2 separate regions of the Arabidopsis thaliana genome follow, and region 1 is linked to region 2. The links are chromatin contacts, called in public capture Hi-C maps. All regions are on one chromosome and are shown on one strand. Each heading gives the region's core, a stretch centred on a gene start, on an enhancer-like site or on the middle of the called end of the contact. The rest is flanking DNA. Distances are from core to core; before and after follow the strand shown.

Region 1 (6,527 bases), core at 11-2,510, 73 kb after region 2:
GCTGCAACTCCAGTGACTCTTGCTTTTGCTTCAGCCTTGAAGATTCTCTTGACGTCCATTCTTACACCTTTGAGGAACCAGAAAATCAAGAATCCAAATGATCCAAGGCATCCTGCTACGTCGATTCTGTTTTTCGTGACCAAGATATCCGCAATGATCGAGTTCTCTCCCGATAAAGTAACTAGAACATTCAAGAGTAGCCCTGCCTGCAATGCAACATCGATTTTCTCAGCAGCAAACACACAAGTTTTGAAGAAAAAAAAAAGACAAACAAGAAGAAGAAGAGCTCACAAGCATCATAGAGGATAACTTGGGAATAGAAAGACCCAATTTCTTAAACAAGATATTAAAGCCTTGCCAAAGAAAGAAGACGAGCAAGATGACAATCTCGAGCTTCGGAAGACGATATTGCCAAAAATATAGACCTGCCGATTTAATAATAAGTTTCTCCCAAATACCATCTGAAGAGAGCTTAGGGGGATGCTCCTCACAAATTAACCCATCATATCTTACAGTTTCACCATACCAAGCCATCTCAAATATCCATTTTACTTCAGGACTCATATGTGAAATATCACCGCCTCCCATTATGCCGCCGCCACCTCCCATTCCCAAAATCTCGTTGCCGCCTCCACTAAAAGCCCCCGACATCCCGGGTCCTGTCCCGTTCCCCATTTCCATGACTTCAAAATCTTAAGTGAGTTCTTGTCAAAATGGGGAAGACGATAACAAAATAAATGTTGTGTTCCTTTTGATAACAAAGAAACAATTTGTAAACAAATGACACACAGATGTATATGCTGTTTATAGGTTATGCTGTTTTTAAAAAACACACTTTGGACATCTATAGACATATGTAGTTTTAGACCCTTTTTGAGTTGTTTCTCCACTATAAATAGTATATGTCTTCAGCTTCTTATAAGTTATAAACCACAGAAAGAAGTCAACTAAGAATCTACCAGAAAAAAAGGAATTTCTTTAAATAAGATGACTGTCTTTCTATGAATGAAAACAGCTTTGGTCACACATAAGATAGGAAACTATTTCTAGATAGTTTCATGCCAAGTTTGTCACTAAATTGGTCAAAATATATTGGCAAGTTTAACATTTTCGCATAAGATAATAACATATACTTATATTTTTTTAAGAACTAATTTGCCAATCAAAAGTAGCAATAAAGTGAAGAAAAAAAGTCTAATAAAGTGTAGAAATTAATCAAATTTTAAGTCCTAAAGTTGGAAAAATGGTAAAGAAGCACTCAAAAAAAAAAAAAAAAATTGTGTATGTGTGGGCCGAATTTGAGAAACCAGTGACACCAATAAAAACCTCATCTTTCAATCTCACACAAGTATTTGTGCCTACTCATTTCCTCCAAACGTCAAACATAGCAGCAGCCATGGCTGCCACCAACACAATCCTCGCATTCTCATCTCCTTCTCGTCTTCTCATTCCTCCTTCCTCCAATCCTTCAACTCTCCGTTCCTCTTTCCGCGGCGTCTCTCTCAACAACAACAATCTCCACCGTCTCCAATCTGTTTCCTTCGCCGTTAAAGCTCCGTCGAAAGCGTTGACAGTTGTTTCCGCGGCGAAGAAGGCTGTTGCAGTGCTTAAAGGTACTTCTGATGTCGAAGGAGTTGTTACTTTGACCCAAGATGACTCAGGTCCGTCTCTCTCAATTGCTCAAAATCTCTAATTTCTCATCTGGGTTTCTGAAGATTGATTTGATGGGCATGATTAGGTCACTCTCAGTGTTCAATCTGCTTCGTATCTGACTTTCAATATCTTCAAAGTCTCAGACTTTTTCTGTTTAATCTGCTTCATATCTGATTTTCGGTTTCTTCAAAGTTTCAGACTTTTTCTGTTTAATCTGTTGAGTTACATTTGTTAGTGTTTGGTTCTCACTGCTATGAATAACTTAAGATAAGCTGATAAAGAAAGGGATTAGCTTTAAGAGTGTTTTGCATATTCTTGCTGATTCAATGGTTCTGTGAAAGTTTACAAAGTAACCCTATATGGTTTCTTGCTAATTTTTGACTATGTAGATTGTTCTAAGTGAATATGGTTGTGTTTATGGCAAGCAGGTCCTACAACTGTGAATGTTCGTATCACTGGTCTCACTCCAGGGCCTCATGGATTTCATCTCGTAAGCTTGTTCCTCCTCGGAAGAATGAATCATCTGTTCTTCTTATAGCTATAATGGTGTAATTATGTCCTCTGTTTGATTTTGCAGCATGAGTTTGGTGATACAACTAATGGATGTATCTCAACAGGTTAATAGCAAAACCCCTGTGGCAGATTCTTTTGATACTGATGTCATGATTTGCCAAATTCTAAGACGATATCTTGTCTTATATTCTTGTAGGACCACATTTCAACCCTAACAACATGACACACGGAGCTCCAGAAGATGAGTGCCGTCATGCGGGTGACCTGGGAAACATAAATGCCAATGCCGATGGTATTTTACATCCTCCATTCAAGTTCCCATACAATTTGGCTGTCTTCGATAATCAAAAACCTGTTTGAACTAAGTACTGTTTTTGTAACAACAGGCGTGGCAGAAACAACAATAGTGGACAATCAGGTTGGTGCTATCGCATGTTTTTCCTATAAGAAGTATATTGCTTCTCATATTTTCTCTTATAAGAAGCTTTTGTTTACTGTGAACTTGATTGTGTAGATTCCTCTGACTGGTCCTAATTCTGTTGTTGGAAGAGCCTTTGTGGTTCACGAGCTTAAGGATGACCTCGGAAAGGGTAAACCATTATACTTTACTTCCAAGTCTCGATACATCAATTGGCACGGTTGCACTAATGAATTGTTAATAAAAAGGATGGCTCTTTCCTAGCTTATAAATGTCTCTTAAGCCAAGTTATGATATGATATTACTCTCTTTGATTTGACAAATATAGGTGGCCATGAGCTTAGTCTGACCACTGGAAACGCAGGCGGGAGATTGGCATGTGGTATGTTTAAACTTTCTATCACTATGACTTAGGCTGCGATTGTTTCAAACGCCAAAAATTGTGGTTTCATTCGAAGAAAACACACTTGATTATAACGTTTAATCGCAAATTCGGACCATCTGTTTCGGTATCCTCACGAGTTATGTTGGTTCTTTCGCAGGTGTGATTGGCTTGACGCCGCTCTAAGTCAGAGGCTAAGCAAGTACTCTTATGTCTACTGTGTTGATCTTGTCTGTTTGAACAGATGTAAGAATCTTAGCAAATAATGTTTGGCTTAATAAACTTTGATGTTTATGTTCATTGCATCAATTTTTCTCTTTTTGAATTTGTGACAGTGATGTGTTTACTTTTGATACAACTTTGTGTTTGATCGTTTAAGTACATTTTGGTTTATTTAGCATCCTTTTTATTCAGTTCAAGATTGTGATGAATCATGCGTTTGATTTCGTTTTTAGGGAAAGCGACTTTAACACAGGTTTAAAGATATTGATGATAAGCATATCCTTACCAACTTGTGTTATTGTAACAAACTGAAAACTAAACACGTGAACAAAGTGACAGAAAAGAATAGGTGTATTGTAACATTGCGATAGAAAGTTTTTAAAATGGTAATAGTTGTTAGAACTTAGAACATGTGAGTAAGTATAATTGCAAAGTCGTGGGTTTATGCATTTTTGTCATAAATTTTAAATTCTACAATTTTAGGGAAGCAAAGCAATTGTAATATTGGAGCTTGAGATAAATGGTGATCTCTAATTGTGATTCCATCACAAAATTTGAGATATTGTGATTATGTAGTAAAAGATTTTTATAACAAATTAATATGTGTAACTATGTCAATGTCATGTGAGCAAATGATTCGTAAGTGTTTGGTATTCACCACCCAAAAATTATGGAAAAAACATGACTTTGAGTTAATTGGATTTTGTTCAATATCAGAGACGAATCATTAACCCTCTTGCTTACTCAACATTTTAACATTTTTTTCCGGAATGGAAAAGGCGCCGTCACTCACTTTTTGATTTATGTAAATTTTCATTTTTATTATATACACATACATGAATATAAACATATTTTCGAAAAACAAATTTGGTTAAAGAATATAAACATGGTTAAAATGATAATTTTTAAATAATTATAAAGATGCTTGTAGTAAAAAGAGGATCAGCTTACCCACTTGGTTGGTCCAATTTGTATGTGTCTTCCAAACCGTCTGTCTGTTACTTCAACTACCTTATTAATAAATAATATAAATATGTTCCTATTACATTAATAATCTTTGGTTTTTCAGAATTTTCCCTAGGCAACTTGTGATTATATATATAATATGAATATGTATTTCTTTCTTTTGACATATTTTGAGATCATTTCATTAATAAAGTCTTCTATGGAAAATCTGACTTGGTTCAACAATTATTGGAATTTTCAAATTGTGTTTTAAGTTGATGAGCTTAGCCAAATGGCAAGTGCCAGACTATACATAGTTATCAATTTATCATCCCATGTTTTTCTAAAAAAAGAAAGACAAGAGAAGTTTTGTGGATTTTTCTGACACAATTGATGTGACTTCTATTTATGGGTTTCAAGAGTTTCAGATCTCATTTATTTATTGGTCCAAAAAGTTTTTAAGTTGAACAATAGACTGATAACTCACCAACGTATGACTCTCTCTACTAAATCCAAAAGTTTAAGTAAATACCAAATCTTGGTTTAGCATCACAAAATCAAAACCAAGCCTCACAAGACTTAATACTAAGTAGTTACAACAGGCTTAATGGTTAGTTTACTCATAACAAAGAAAAGCTTTAGTATGAGAGATATAGTTCTAGCTAATTTTGACAGCTACACAACATGAGATATACACATGCATACACACAGAGACACTCATATGTAGTTTATACTAACACTCAAGACTCAACAAGTAGACGTAGAGCCATAATTTTTGCTTGGATTTTAGTTGCATTACATTATCCTCTTTATCTTTCTTTTTTCAATATTTTAAGTTATACATATCTTTCTGTTATTTATATTAGGTATTAACTATATTAATACATTTATATTAGGTTCTGATTGATGTGTTTCTTATCTTTCAAGGACTATACAAATTGATTGATGGCAAAGTAACTATCTTACTATTTCAATTATATTATTCAAAAGAATAATTTAAAAAGTTTTTGAAAAGACTAAGATGATATGATCTAGATGCTTATCCTTCGAGTAGTGGATCGTAGATGATTAACTAACTATTCAAAGATAAAACATTAAAATCGTAAACTAATATGAACAATATTCCTACTATCGATAAAAACAACTGGTATTGTTTTACTATGATATAACTTTTATAAAACTGAGGTGTTGAATCTTGTTTTTCTTTACTTTTTACTCGATCAACAGATTGAAGAATAGTTACAGTTTACAAAAAAAAAAAAAATACAAATCATATTTTAAATTATATGATGCTTTCCATTAAACATGAATAATGGGTAATGGCATGAATAAAGTTGAAATACATAAATGAAACAGCTAGTTAGGAAGAGAGAAGAAGTGTGTGGTGAAGTGGAGTGAGTAAGAAGTAAGAGAGTGAGGTGTTGTTGTAGTGTTGAAGTGTGGTGAGGTGTTGTGTTGTGTCTATCCACTCCTTTTTTGACAAAAACTTCTTTTTTATATATAATGTCTTAAAGCCCCCACCACCACTCTCTCTTCTCTACTATTTGGTATGCCACCCATTTTCTCACCTTATTTTTAATTTTATATATTTAAAGAACTTGCCTTTTAATTCTTTCATTAGACAAACATGCATGTATATGTTTTGTTGTGTTTTTTTTAGTTATAATTTTTTTAAGTAGAAGTCAATACTAGTTTTTTAACTTTTTGTTGTTATAAGGGAAAAAAAAAAACAAGCACTAACCAAAAGTGATCATGAAGAATCAATTGGTAGAACTTGAAATCACTAAGTTGTATGTAGATTTAGGATGCTTTTGAAATGAAGAAGTGATTTTACATAGCTTAAATATGGTAGTCTTTCTAAAGTTCACCATTTTAGATATGCAATTAAATGAGTTCCAACGGATCTTAATATTCTTTGATTAAAACCTAACACATCTTAACAAAAAGTGAAAGCTTTTTGCTTTTGACAAATCAAGCAATGGTATTTTAGATGACTTTATATATTTTAAGTTTGATTTATCATTAGGTTACAACTAATAAATGATTTTTTTATAAGAGCCACATATAAACTAAGATAGAATTATACTATTTGTTATGGGAATTGAGAGGAAAACAACAACCTGCAAGTGAAGTAAAGCAAGCGAAAGAGTGGGTTGGATCCGGTTTTGTAGAAATAAGATCTTTTGGTTAATCCTAACTTGGAAGCTATGTCACATGTAATGCCAGACTCATACCAACCAATTAAAATTAGATAAAATAATTATGAAAAACTAGAAAGGAGTTGGCTGTTATTTAGAAATAAAATATTTATACCATAACTTACTGTAGATTTTTCAAAATCGTTTAAATTTTTATAACGATTGTTTAGACGCGAAAAGAAAATAAAAATTACAA
Region 2 (6,192 bases), core at 2,022-4,521:
TCATCCGGAACCACAAATCTTTCAAAGAATGTATCTTTTGGAGGTATGGAACAACTATGTGCACATCACTATACTTCATGTGTATCTTTGAGTCTTAGTTGAGCTAGTCAGCTAGATTACCATATCTTCGACATTAAGTTTTTGTAGTTGGACTTGGAGACTTGGTAAGGGAAAGGCGTGTCATCTCACTCTTTAGGTAATAAGAAAGAAGATAAGTCTTCCTCGACTACGACCACATCTTCATTTCAGACCATATTGAGAACACGATTTTGGTTTAATACCACACTTAACCACAATGGTAATCAGCATTTGTGCCTCTTTCCTGTTTACTTCAAACAACGAATCAGCTAATCTTTCACATATCGTAGCACCAGGAATGAATCCATCCCTAATCATCTCAGCCACCACTTCCAAAGATTTATCTATCATTCCTACTCTGTAACACTCTTCACTCAATGTACTATACATTTCTTCATCAATCTCAAACTCATTCACTCGCAACTCATTCAAAAAACTCATCGCTTCACAAACTTTCCCAGCTTTGCAAAGTCCATTCATCAACACCCAATACGTATCTTTGTTCGGAGTAACACCTCGAGAACTCATTTCGCTATATAGTTCAATCACTTTCTCCACTAGTCCAAACCGAGAGTACCCATTCATAATCAAATTATACAGATAACTCTCCACTCTTAACTTCTTATCATGCATCATCAAAACCAACCTCTCTGCTTCTTCAACCTTACCATAACTAGTAAACCCATCAATCAAAACCTTGTAACTATCGAGATCAAGCATCACACTTTCCTTCTCCATTAACTTAAGAACCAAATCCAACTCTTCAAAATCCCATCTTTTCACACAACAACCAATCATCGACTTAAACGTAACAATATTAGCCTTAACCCCTTTAACCAACCCCATCTCCTCCACCAATTCTCTTGCTCTTGTAATCTCCCCATTGCAACACAACACCGTAACAACAACAGTTAAAGAGTACACAGTAACAACATCAATCCCTGACTCAACCATTAGACTAAAGAAATCTCTAGCTAGTTCCATCTGATCACATCTCTTGAGATTCAACAAATGCAAAGTACAAGTCTTTTCATCAATCTTAACTTCATTGTTCTTCATATACTCAAAAACCTCAACAACTTCACTAAATTTTCCATTGTCTGAATAAACCATAATCATCGAATTAAAGAACCTCCCAACAACTTTCTTCTCACAACCACATTCATCAATAACGCTAGAGACGATTACATTAAAAGGGTACCTGAGAATGTCATCAATAGCCACAGGCTTCAAGAGTTCTTTCGCATATGAGAATCTCCTCTCCGACAAGACACGGAAAGTGAGAGACAAGTGAGTTCTGAGATCAGGTTGGAATGAGAAAAGAGATGGGTTCTCCAGGATGAAATTGAAAAGGGAGATGCATTTCCAGGATTTGATATCTGGGTCTGATAAAATACGGCGAAGAGTGGAGAGATTGAGATCGGAGAGTGGTGTTTCCGGTGAAGCAAGAGTTTGGTTTATAGAGGAAGAATTGAGGAGAAGCTTGTAGATTGAGAATGTATAAGTTTGTTTAGCTGTCTTCAGGGTTTTCAAGAAGCATTGCGGAGTCATCGAATCGTCTCGTCGGCGGCTTTGGCTCACTCACCACTCCGTTCATCAGAACTGGAAATTTGAACCGGCCGCTACAAAAGTGGCAAGATGTTCGGTTTTCTAATATGAGAACGGCATGATTTGTTTATCACCTTCATGTCTCCGAACATTTTATTTATTATCTAAGTTATAGGCTTATTATAGCTTAAGAAAAAATGGCTTATTATAGGCAATCTCATATGGACCTCTTGGAAGAGATCTCCATGTACAAAGACATTGTTCGACATACATCTGATCTACTGACCAATCACTTCTCGCTATAAAGAATAATTCCCATTTTAGCTACTAGAACAAATGTATCTCCATAATCAACACATTCAGTCTGTCGGTTTCTGAGTGCCACGAGTCTGGGTTTGTATATCTCACTCTATGGTTCCATGAGATCAGTATTTTACTATAATATATTCATTTGCACACAATTGCCTTTTTTTCTTTCGGGGCAAAGTTTCAAGATTCCATGTATGATTGTCTTCTAAAGCATCAATTTCAGTTCCCATTATGTTTCTTCTCATCTTGTAACCAATAGCTTGCTGAAACATTTTTGGTTATGTTAACATTATGTTATGTATCACATATATATATATAAGACATATATATATATATATATATATATATATATATATATATTTTACACACATGTTACTTAATATACTATATTACACACATTTTCTTATTGTTAGTTCATAAACATAATACACATTACTGTCATGTTTTGTTTATTGTTTTGATAAAACTGACTGTCATGTTATGTTTCAGTTTAAACGAAGAAGCGTATATATCAATTTAATCTTATGTAATAGTTATTGAATATGCATCCATTTTACAATGTTTTAACAAAAGAAATATAATTTTACAATGTTTCAACCGAGAAATCATACTTTATTGTTAAAAAGAAAAAATGACATTTTGAAATCATATATATATACATTTTGTAATGCCCACTCATTGGATTCCGCTAGTTGGTGCTACTGAAATATTGATAAGGCATATGCGTGAATAAATGTTAAAAGTGGATAATAATTTCCTCTTATTTTTCGTTAACGTTTTCATAACTCTACTTCTGAATTTGGGTCGACCTATCTTATCTATTATCCACATGTATGTGATGTGTACGTCAGTACGTATTAAGAATATATATTACTTTGTGTCATATATATTACTTTAATCATTTCAACATAATCCAAATGTATATTAAAAAATATTGTGGGAGCTATAAATAGAAAGAGAAACAATCACATAATAATTAGAAAATTCTGAGTGAGAAAGACAATAAAAAAAAGTTTGTAGTCAGAGAAATATTTGTTTTTCTATATCAAAGGTAAACTGTCTCGTCAATTCTTTTGATAAGGGTAAAAATGTGACATTGAATTGCTATATTGGTAGAGCAAACTTGTTGAATTCGGTAAAAACAATTTGTAAATATATCACTTTCAAAAATTGCTCGGCATACAAAATACTTGAAAGAAGATATCGTCTAAAGCTATAAATAGTAAACTGAGCCAAATTAGTAAGACAAACACATTAAAAGCTTGAAGTTTGAGAAAATTGGGAATAATAGATACGACTATAAAGAAATGGTCCTCACATACTCAGCGTTGCGTTTGATTTCAATGCTAATGGACCACACACATATATTCATCCCCTCGAGCTAATATTACCATCTCATTTTGTCAGATCCATTATACGCAAAGATTCTAATGTATTTATGTTTTGTTTTGCATTTATATATAAAAGCGATGAAACAGCAAACTAGCTATTTCGATAAATACGAAGATAATCATAACACAAAATATTTACACATAAAATTCTTCCGATTAAAACATATCGAGTCCATTTAGGGACCCAAATTGGTAAATATATTAGCCAAAAGAGAGAACAATAAGCGATAATTAATAGAATGTTTAGAGATAAGAGATAACAAAGATGAATAGTGGTACTACTTATGTGATTAGCAATATAGCTGCAAGTTGGAGTGAAGACATATTATATTAATTGAGGTACTTATTTTCGTAAAACAACAATTTCATTTGGCAATACTGAAAAATATATCCAAAAATATACGTGATTGACGGACATATCAAAGATATCATCATGATGTGAAAATAGCTGCCAACTTGCTATATTGGTACTGATAGAATGATTTGGCTTCCACTTATGGACGAAGTCTAGGTCATCCAAGGCATTGCTCAAAACCATTCGATTCATAGTGGAAGCTATGATAAAAAAAAAAAGATTTATTTCTACAATGACTAATGGAAAGTAATTTAGACACACACATCTCCATAACATAGAAAACATTACTAAACACACATATAACAAGATGTACTACAAGACATAATAACCAAAAATAATACTAATATTTATAGAATTTGTTTTGGAAACAAGTTTGGGAGGTTGTGCTCATAAACAAAACATGAAACTCATAACTGTGAATAGGTTTTGTTCACAGTCTGAGTATATATGATGCTATAGATTTATTGTTCCCTTATAACAGAATAAAGAGAAAAAGAGAGTATATATTCTTCATTGTTTCAATATCAGTTATAAGGACGAAATCTAAATATGTAAATAGAGGGGACACAAATAGGTTGGACTGAATATGCCTAGCCTACAATGTGTGTAAGGTCCACCCAACAAGTTCTTGATTGATTCTCAATTTGAATGTAATAGCCAACATGAACCAACAAAACAAAGAACTGACAGTGTGTCTTGAAAACCTTTTCTTTGCTAGACAACAATAGTTCCATATAGACCTGTTATATATATTATCTCAACTTCCATATATAATATCCTTTTTTGTTTCTAACAAAACAAAACTATATTGTGTTGTTTTGGAAATGCAAGGTGGGATTGGCAACATAAGAAATAAGGCATATATATTAGTTACCTTAAGTAGATCTCTCTTACCTTACTGATCTTGATGTTGTGACTCTTGTTCACTTATTGAAATAGAAGCTTGTGGATCTATTAATGTCTTGATAAAGACTGCCAAAAACCTGAGATCAAATGCTCAATGTTATCACATGAAACAAGATACCCACAAAAGTTCTTTGTCAGATCTTTATGTATAACAAATAAAAATAAACGGGAGGATATGTTAACATAAAGGTGAAAAAAAAAAACTTCAAGTAGAAACAAACCTACCTGAAGAAGATCTGGATGGAATCCAAATAATCTATACAGAGGGAGAGAGAGAGAGAGGGAAAGAATAGTCGTTGATTGCCGATGCAGCATCATCAAGATTCTCATTTTCATAGAGAACTTTGTGGAGAGTGAATCACCACCGTCCATCAACAGATGTGAATCTTGATGATGCCACAGCAGCCAACAACGACCGTGGCTCCGGAAATTAGTCTTCCATTTTTGTTTAACAATCTTCTTGTAGTAATCTTTTGTCTCTCAAACTCAAACTCAAACTCAAACTCAAACCCAAACTCAAACTTTGAGTGACTTACTACTTAACAAATATCATCTATATGGTACTTAACCTTCTTAATTTATAGACACTAGAAACTCGTACCTTCATATATATAATATATAAATATGTATATACAAACATGGCGGAATAGTCGAGATGACTTGTTTTGATTGAAGGAATTTTGAAGTAACTAAGATGTCAAATTTAATCTCGTATACTTAGTTGGAACCTAACCATCTCCAAACCAGAAGAAAAAAGTGAAAAAGAATTGAAACCCTAAAAGATAAAGATGGCAGAGGGGAAGCAAAAACAGATGATCGAATAACATCTGAACTTCTTAATATATACTGCTAAAATAGTAAAACGAGACAAACCCACAAATTTCTATTTTTGATTTGAAAAAAGCTTAAGTATGACGTATTTATAACATATTACCAGATCTTGGAAGCCATATATTAACCAGAGAAAGACCTGGTGAGATCTAGAACACAGATGAGAGAGAGAGAGAGAGAGAGATGTGTTTGTCTAAATATATATGCACAGTAAGAGATGTGACTGTGTAATAATATATATGTTGATTTATTTGGTATCATATATACATATGTTGAATTTTTGTTACTAAATGTTAATATATGCATAAATATTTTATGAAGAGAGTTTGATTGGCAGAAGTTGAGTTATGGTAAAGAGAGTTGGGACAAATGGAGTTAGGAGCTGCCATCTTGGAGTCCACCTCGTGAAGGAATATCTCACTTTCCCACTTCACATGTGTAAACTTCTTCTTATTTGCGCAACTATTATTGGATCTATGCCCCTTATAAAAAAAAAGAACAAAAAGAATAGCAATTTGAAGTAGCTAAAGTTTTAACAGTTCAGTGAAATTAAATAACATTTGGTGGTAAGCTTTAAGCCTTTAACAGTGTAGTGAAAATAATTTAGTGATTACAACTTAAAAACGTAGAGAAACTTAAAGATAAACGGTAAGACGAATTAAAAAGAGAGTGGCAAAACAAAGAGTAATAATTTAGTAATTCGTTTAGTTGAATTGAATCTATTTAGGTTAAGAAGAAAAACATTGCCAAATTGTCTTGGGAAAAGAATATGTA

What was found. Capture Hi-C pulls out chosen DNA fragments and counts their contacts.
Region 1: a capture Hi-C map of root shows a contact between it and region 2, with 2.0 times the contacts expected there. The contact joins the promoter of CSD2 here to the promoter of AT2G08215 in region 2. A contact is called at or near these places in 2 of 26 Hi-C or Micro-C datasets (rosette leaf and vegetative nucleus) and 1 of 3 other capture datasets (root).

What each region holds. Positions count from the first base shown.
Region 1 is chr2:12,013,152-12,019,678 of TAIR10.1, forward strand. CSD2 (copper/zinc superoxide dismutase 2) reads left to right here and starts at 1,261. Exons shown (of 8, transcript NM_128379.4): 1 at 1,261-1,661; 2 at 2,082-2,143; 3 at 2,231-2,270; 4 at 2,363-2,458; 5 at 2,553-2,584; 6 at 2,681-2,756; 7 at 2,913-2,966; 8 at 3,127-3,418. The coding sequence starts at 1,397. The coding sequence ends at 3,152. It overlaps ATCHX8 (cation/hydrogen exchanger family protein), which reads right to left and starts at 588. Exons shown (of 4, transcript NM_128378.4): 1 at 292-588; 2 at 1-206. The coding sequence starts at 588.
Region 2 is chr2:11,938,025-11,944,216 of TAIR10.1, forward strand. AT2G08215 (a long non-coding RNA gene) reads left to right here and starts at 3,272. Exons shown (of 1, transcript NR_140299.1): 1 at 3,272-3,509. AT2G28050 (Pentatricopeptide repeat (PPR) superfamily protein) reads right to left here and starts at 1,629. Exons shown (of 1, transcript NM_128364.2): 1 at 1-1,629. The coding sequence starts at 1,629. The coding sequence ends at 241. It overlaps MIR172a (a microRNA gene), which reads right to left and starts at 4,991; the gene lies at 4,890-4,991. It also overlaps the pseudogene AT2G28053.